Regions from separate parts of the Sus scrofa genome. Here region 1 is linked to region 2. The links are chromatin contacts, called in public promoter capture Hi-C maps. All regions are on one chromosome and are shown on one strand. Each heading gives the region's core, a stretch centred on a gene start, on an enhancer-like site or on the middle of the called end of the contact. The rest is flanking DNA. Distances are from core to core; before and after follow the strand shown. Region 1 overlaps STK3 (serine/threonine-protein kinase 3). Region 2 holds the start of OSR2 (protein odd-skipped-related 2).

Region 1 (3,789 bases), core at 863-3,362, 200 kb after region 2:
ACATGTGCAGATGCACATATATCTCTAAAATAATTCCCAAAAATGAATGTTAAGTGTTAGAAGAGGTTATCCGGTAATTTTGGGAGTTAAAAGTGTGGGTTCTTAAACCCTCTCTCCCCTTTGTCACAGGTAGGGTAAGGGACAGCCAGGTTGATGTATCTCAAAGAGCCCACTTCTGCTGTGTCAGCAGTAAATGTTTGCTGTAAGAATTCTGGAAAGTCTGTTTCAGGCTTAAAGATACATGGTTCCATGTAGACTATGGTGGCCTAGCCCTGGCTTTAGTTCTGGTGTCCGTGGCCCCTTCTCCTACAAGGATTTTCTCACTGAGCAGGTACTGCTGTTCAGTACAGTAATGGAATCTTAGGAGAGTGGGTCCTTTTGTGTAGGAAGTAATTCTTGCTTCTTATTTGGTGTCTCATATAGAGTGAGGTTGAGCTCTAAGTGTATTTCACACATGCCTCTTCAAGTTCCAAGCCGTAGCGTTAACATGACCGTGCACTGTGGGATTAGACCCTTAGAATTTTTCATAGCAATCATGTGCCACATCTTAATCTCTGATTAAATGCATCATGCACATCACGCTCCATTACATCTTTTCTAAATCTTTTGATTGGATTATAAACACTTTTCCTTATGATCTTTCCACATTACAATATAGTGGCTCCAGTAGACTTTCTCTTCTACCTTAACTAAGTAAATTAAGCTTACAAAGGTATTTCCTTGCCTTCCCTTATTGGTAAGCTGCCCAGTCTTCACCTTAGTTGCCATTCTTACTGGCGTTTCTCCCAGTTCTATTTCCCTTTCATAAGTCAGGCCCACCATCATGTACTTTATTTTTACATCACACATTCTTCTCCTGGCAGACTGCCTGGCATAGTCAGATCTATCACAAGCCCTCCCACCCTGTCATCAGCCTGACCCTTAGCACACTATGACAGTGGTTATGTGGAGTGATGTCATTTAGTGGAAGGACTCCTGCATGTGGAATCAGAAGACCAAACATCAGGTCCTGAGTTGTTACTTATTAGCTCTGTGACCCTGGGTACATTGTGTAACTCCTTTAAACTTCAGATGCCTAATCCTAAAATGGACCTAGTATCATATTACTGGCTTTACCTACCTCAGTGTTTTCTTGTGAGGAACAAAGATGATGAATGTCAGAACATTTTGTAACCTGTAAAGTTCTGTGCACATGTAAATTGAATTGACCACTGTTAAGGCAAAAACTTTAAAAAGTGATGTTTGGTTATTTAGTTTTTAATTACTATGATGTAAGAATTTTATGGTATTTGTTGAAATAGTGGCTATTCTTTAGTATTAGAAAAATGTATTAAAAGATCATTGTATCTTATCCAGTAAAATATTGAAATCAAGAAATGTATGTAACTTAATTTTCCAGAAAATGGGAGTTCCCATCACAGCTCAGCAGAAACGAATCTGACTAGGAACCGTGAGGTTGCAGGCTCAATCCCTGGGCTCACCCAGTGGGTTAAGGATCTGGCGTTGCCATGAGCTGTGGTGTAGCTCACAGATGCGGCTTGGATCTGGTGTTGCTTTGGCTGTGGTGCAGGCCAGCAGCAACAGCTCTGATTAGACCCCTAGCCTGAGAACCTCTACATGCCACGGGTGTGGCCCTAAAAACACAAAAGACAAAAGACAAAAAAAAAAAAAAAAAAAAAAATTCCAGAAAATGGAAATTTAGCTCCTGAGGTAGCAAATCTCTAATTTTAACTATTTTAGATGGAGAGCTTTAAAAATTGTATTGCATGATTCTTTATAGCCAGAATGTAGAAACATCTCCCATTTTAATTATATAAATTAAGGGGAAAAAAGTAATATGAGCACATTGTAAAAATTCCAGATAGTGCAGAAGAGGAACTTAGTGTCTCCTCAGTCACCCCTCAGTTTTACTTCCTCTAAGAGATGTCAGTTAACAGCTTCTTGTGGGTTCTTTCAGTATGTGTATATGTATATCTTGTTTTACACAAGGGATTCATACTGCATAGGTGGTGTTCCATACCTTGTCTTTTTTTTGGGATGGGCGTGGCACTGTGGGCTAGGGATCAAATCTGAGCCACAGTTGTCTAGCCTGTGCCAGGCTGGTGACTGAACCTGCGTCCAAGTGCTCCAGAGATTCTCTTGATCCTGTTGTGCCTTGGCATGAACTCCTGCCTTCTCTCTCTCTTTCTTTTTTAACTTCTGATGTTTCTTGGAGATTTCTCCGTACCAGGACCTATAGGTCTGTGTGTATGTAATGGAATGTATTTTTTTAGTACTTTGGGCAAAATGAATTCCAGCTTACCAATTTTTGTGTATTCAAGGCTGCAGTAAAGTTTTATTGGTGTGTATTGGCATACCTGTCTTGCTGTGGACATTGGATACATTCTGAGAGATGGAATTACTGAGTTAGAGGGCATGTTCCTTTTTAATGATAATTCGCTTCCTTTTTTCTTTTTTTTAAATTTGGTTGAGAGGGTGCTACCTAAGCCCTATGTTATTTTTTAATGGTTAAGCAATTTCGGTTTGAATTACGAAAGAATTTTGGATTTTGCTTTCAGTGCCTTCTTGCCTAACTGCATGCTTTGACATCTCTCCATCTTAAAATTAGAATTTTTTTTTTTGCTTTTTAGGGCCGCACCGCAGCATATAGAGGTTCCCAGGCTAGGGGTTACAGCTGCCAACCTACACCACAGTCATAGCAACGTAGAATCCGAGCCACGTCTGCGACCTACACCACAGCTCGTGGCAACGCTGGATCCTTAACCCACTGAGCGAGGCCAGGGATCGAACTCGCAATCTCATGGTTCCTAGTCAAATTCGTTTCCACTGCACCATGACAGGAACTCCAGAATTAGAAATTTTGACTAAAAAAATCCATTGGGATTTTAAGCAAGTTTATATACCTATTAGCTATTACTCCAATTGCTGCTGCTGCCGCTGCTATTACTACTGCTATAAATGACTTTATTATATTCTTTACACTAGCTTTCCTACTTCTAGTCTTTTTTTTTTTTTTTTTCTTTTCTATTTCATGTGGAAGTTCCCAAGCTAGGTGTCAAATTGGAGCTGCAGCTGCCAGCCTGTGCCACAGCCACAGCAGTGTGGGATCTGAGCCGCATCTGCAACCTAACCACAGCTCATGGCAATGCTGGATCCTTAACCCACTGAGCAAGGCCTGGGATCGAACTCGAGTCCTCGTGGATATTAGTCGGGTTCTTTACTGCTGAGCCACAGCAGGAGCTACCCCTAAAAAAAATGAGAAGTAGAAAAAAACAAGATCAAAAGTCCTTTGCAAACTCACATACAGTGAGGCTGATGTGTCCCAGTGGGTGGTACTAAGCTTTCATCTTTGACTAAGTCTGCTGCTAGAGTTTCCTTCTTAAAAGTTCAGGTATGATCAAATCATCTTTCCGTTTGAAAATGGGTAGACACATAAAGCAGAGTTTGGCCCTAACCTACCTTTATATCTAGCACTATTTTCCCATATACCTTACATTCAAACACAAAGAACCATTCACTTGTACTTGACTTCATATATGTTTGTGCCCATCGCCTTTATACCTATTTAGTATTTCATTCCCTTTTTGGTCTCTGGAGAAACTTTGTTCATTCTTCAGGAGTCAGCTCAGAAGTCACTTCCTCTGTGGAGTCTTTGGTAGGGAGAGTGGTGTGGTAAGATTGTCAAGGCTAGCAAGAACTGTATCATTCAGGGCCTGGAAGGTTAAAGTATGTATCTTGGATTTTAAGACTACTGGTTCTTATCCACCGTCAGCTTAGAAACTGCTGTCC
Region 2 (3,849 bases), core at 432-2,931:
CTTAGACTAGTTTCCTTTCATCAGTCTTCTTCACAGGAATTTCCAGACATGGTCAGAAGTTTTGTAAAATTTAGTTCACTGGCTGTCAACAAGTGAGAGGTGTACATACTAATTTCAGTTCAGTGAAGCTTTCAAAACACTGGCGACAGAAAGGTAGTGGTAATTTGATAAGAAGTCTCGCTGTTTGGTAATGTGTTATTACACCGAATTATCTAAAAATAATATACGGTCAGAGGTCATCTGCTAAAACCTGTGTGTTGGAGTCTGAGAGAAATGACTGATGGATCCACAGGCTCACTGAACTTCAGCTCAAGCCACAACAGATGTTTACAAAATCAGAGAGCTAGACTCCAATTGGATCTAAGGAGGTCATTTTTTAAAAAATTAAATTAAAATGGACAGACTAGATCAGGTGAACAGAGAGAAACAGCTTCGAAGTTCCTGCCCCTTCGCTGCGCCTCTGCCTTCCCAAGGAGTTAATTAAATTAAGATGCCTTCCGCATAATCTGGGTTCTGTTTCTCTCTGCTCCCTCGCTCCCCCCTGCGTGAGTAATTTTCTTGTTCTGCTCAGGACTGCAGTTTGTTTAACAGAGAAAGTGGCTGTCTGTTTCGCCCTGGGAAACGCCAGTCCTCTTTTGTTCCCTCCTAACAGGTAGAAAGACAGAGCCAGCGCTCCCTCCAACAAACACCTTTTTCCCCCCTTCTTCCTACAAAGGCAACTCTTTTCTCTGTTGCCATGTCTCAAGAATCCAAGCGTTTAAACCCCAGGGGAATTTGCCTTCTGTCCCCTTCTCCAGGGCTGGAGGGATGAGAGGAAAATCAAAAGGCCAATACGAGGTTAGAGAATTACCTAGGATTCAACTACTACTTTCCTCTTGAAACGCTCTGGCTAGGCAGACACTCTATGTCCCGGCCGGTCCGCGCTGCCGCGGCCGCCTCGGGACGGGAGGACCAGGAATCCCACAGTAGGGTTAGGAAAAATATGAGGTTGTGGCGTTTTATCTCAACGTACGTAGATCAGCTTTTATAAGAAGCCTTCCTGAATGCTTAGATTAAATGTCACACGCACCCTAAAAACAGCTCACGAAAGCGTGTGTGGCGTGTTAGCTGGGAGCGGCGTGCCTGGGATCCGATAAAGTGAAAAATACAACGCCCTGGAGTGCATGCATACGATTTCTTTTCAAAACGTCTGAACTCGCGGCACACCAGACCGAGAATCTGAGCGCCCCCTTACACCCCCTGCAGCTTCCCTCCTTTAGGGCAGCTGCAGCCGGTTCCCAGAACAGACACTCACCTCTAGCAGAAAGGTCCGCCTGGGGAGCACCACTCAGACCTGGTCCAGAGAGTGAGGCACACAGCTTGGAAAGGTCATTGGGTCCACGCCTGACAAACTTCTTTTTCCGCGCGGAGTCCAGGGAGCTGCGGACATGATCTGGAGGACGACGAGCAGCTCAAACCAGAGCGGATCCTCTGAGTCGCCTTGGTCAGAGTCTGTAGACGCAGAATGTGTAAAGACCCGGGGTGGTTGGAGTTCGCACTTAGCGCTAGCCCAGAACCTCGCGCCTCTGCGATCCTCTCGCCGCCGACTCCGGGTAAGGTCGGAGCCTGCAGCCTCGCAGGGCCATCACCCTCCAGCAGCGAGCGTACGGAGCTCTGTCCCCGCCCGCGTCCCTCCCCAAGCTGCTCGCGGCGGGCTGAGTCGGGCTTTAGTAGCGGCCCCGCCTCCCCTTCGGGCGGGCGTCCCGCAGCCGCGCCGGGCCCCCTGCGCCCAGGCTCCGCCTCCGCGCCGGGCGCCCGCTAATGGTCCACTCTGTTTACTTGTGTTTGGATAGCAACTGAATCTTAAAGGCACAGACAGGTTTGCTCGAGGTTTCCCTGTTACATGGCCAAGGTGACTCAGTTCAAAGCTCACACACAAACACAACGCCCACCCTCTTCCTTCTCGGTGCCACTTTTCCTAATAATGTTGGAAACAGAACAACTGGCCTTCTGCCTCCCAAAGACCCCGCAGAGAAGCCCAAAGTGCATTTTGCAGTTTTACTTGGCGCGCTCGCCGCGTTAATTTCCACGTCTAATCACGTTTAACATAACCATCTTCTTCGTAGGTAAAAATCAATCACTTCTAGATTGTATTCGCCAGCATACATCACCCTTCCCCTAATTTTAAATACAGTTGTGTACATACTTTTGGTCAATTACGACTGTATGTATAGTCTGCTTTCGTCTGTTGTTTTCAAAACGAAGTTTGTTTATAGAGGTGACAATTGACTAATTTCGTAATTACTGCAAAGACAATGTAGAATATCCCAGGAGAATTTTTTTCCCAATATTTAAGCTTTAATCAGCCAATGTACATTTCACAAGCAGTTAGCTAACTTGGTTAAAGGGGTGGGCATCTGCAACCCATTGACAAACAATAAAGAATTCATCTGGAATAGGGGAAAAGCAATCATTTAAAAATATTTAGGAAAATACTATTCTAGCTTTTCAAACGTGTGCATCTCCATTCCTAGCAAAGACAGGGTTCATTGTTCATTCGCCAGGAAACTTAATCGAATTTGAAGTGTAGTGATACATTTTTCAGGTTCTTCTAAAGGTTCGGTCCCGTGTGAGTGTAACTGCAGAACGCACTTCAGCTACTCTGGAAATAGGGGGACCAAGTGACAGAAAGAGGATGACATACTCTCATCTTAAAAAGCCTGTGTCCAGATGAGATCTTCGTGAGCAGCACTGAGTAAAATGCCCTTCGTCCCAGACGAGTTCTCCAAAGGCGGTTTGCGTTAGCCCCCTGCAAGTCTGAGCTTGGAGGGGCGCAGGTCTTCGAGCCAAGCGGATGTACACAGTTCAGAGGTGGTCCGCCAGAATATGGTTTTGGATGTGCTGCTCCTAAGCACAATTAAAATAATCTCAATCGTGCGGGGAAGGGGACAAATATAAGCAGAAGCCTAAAAAACTGCCAAAAGGTCAAACAGTGACTGGGAAGCCAGGCAGAAGCTACAGGATATTATTTTATTAAGATAAAATCCCTTCCATTTTATTTATGCAGAGGTGGATAGAATTTTTCGTTCCTTTGGTAAAACATAATTCAGAGATAGCAGATCTTTTTTTTTTTTTTCTTTCCAATTTCAAATTTGCTAAGGTTAAAAACTGAGGTTGGAACGGAGACCCGAGCGTTGAATATCCTTCAGTATTTAACTGCTTCAAAATAGATTTGAGGAACAGTGCGGAAGAAGCGGAATGCCTGAGTTCAGGACTTTAAAAAAAAAAAAAAAAGTTTTTCCCTAATGGATTCTATAGGGGTGCTTTCATTTTAGCGCTCAGTCCTGAGCCCTAGCTATGGGGATGCCTGTGGTCCCTTCTCTCTAACCGCCTCATTCCTTCCGCAGCTTTTCTCAATTTGGAAGATTTGGAGGGAACTTTCTCTTCTTTCAGACCCCCAGGACAAGACTCCCGGGGTGGTGTTCCACGCTTCATATTTCCTTGTCTGTAAGTAGAGGTAACCCCCCAGAGGTAGGCTTCACACCTTCCCACAGAGTGTGACTGTGAGTGTGTGTGTGTGTGTGCGCGCGCGCGCGCGCGCGGAACTCCCTGCTTTTATCCCGGGCTGAAAAGAATTTCCAAATAACCACGAGCTGCGCCCTCTTTCCGCAAATCTCCTGAACCCAGGTTTTTCCTTAAACGTGTTTACTTCGCCCACCCCAGCCTCCGAAGTTCCACAATGGAGTCTGGGCCATGCTGGCCCAAGCGCTGCAGCCACTTTAAGGTAGGGAGGAGTTGGCGAGCTTTCCGGGTAGTGGGAGAAACCTCGTGGCGGGGTAGCGCCTCAGCAGCCTCCAGGCCTGGCCACCA

Evidence for each region. Promoter capture Hi-C pulls out the DNA fragments that hold promoters and counts their contacts.
Region 1: a contact with region 2 is called in a promoter capture Hi-C map of liver, with 4 times the contacts expected there. The contact joins the enhancer-like site here to the promoter of OSR2 in region 2. A contact is called at or near these places in 1 of 5 promoter capture datasets (liver), 8 of 47 Hi-C or Micro-C datasets (embryonic fibroblasts, epiblast stem cells, liver and 1 more) and 1 of 2 datasets of contacts at active chromatin or transcription factors (skeletal muscle).

What each region holds. Positions count from the first base shown.
Region 1 is chr4:38,098,064-38,101,852 of Sscrofa11.1, forward strand. All of the region lies in intron 4 of STK3 (serine/threonine-protein kinase 3), which reads left to right. Among named protein-coding and RNA genes, the nearest start is that of STK3, 88 kb to the left of the region's middle. Within about 2 kb of position 2,113, at least 5 of the 83 cell types and tissues checked have an H3K27ac peak or open chromatin away from gene starts, as enhancers often do. A contact at or near this core is called in liver, where this site is marked.
Region 2 is chr4:37,896,254-37,900,102 of Sscrofa11.1, forward strand. OSR2 (protein odd-skipped-related 2) reads right to left here and starts at 1,682. Exons shown (of 4, transcript XM_005655349.3): 1 at 1,295-1,682.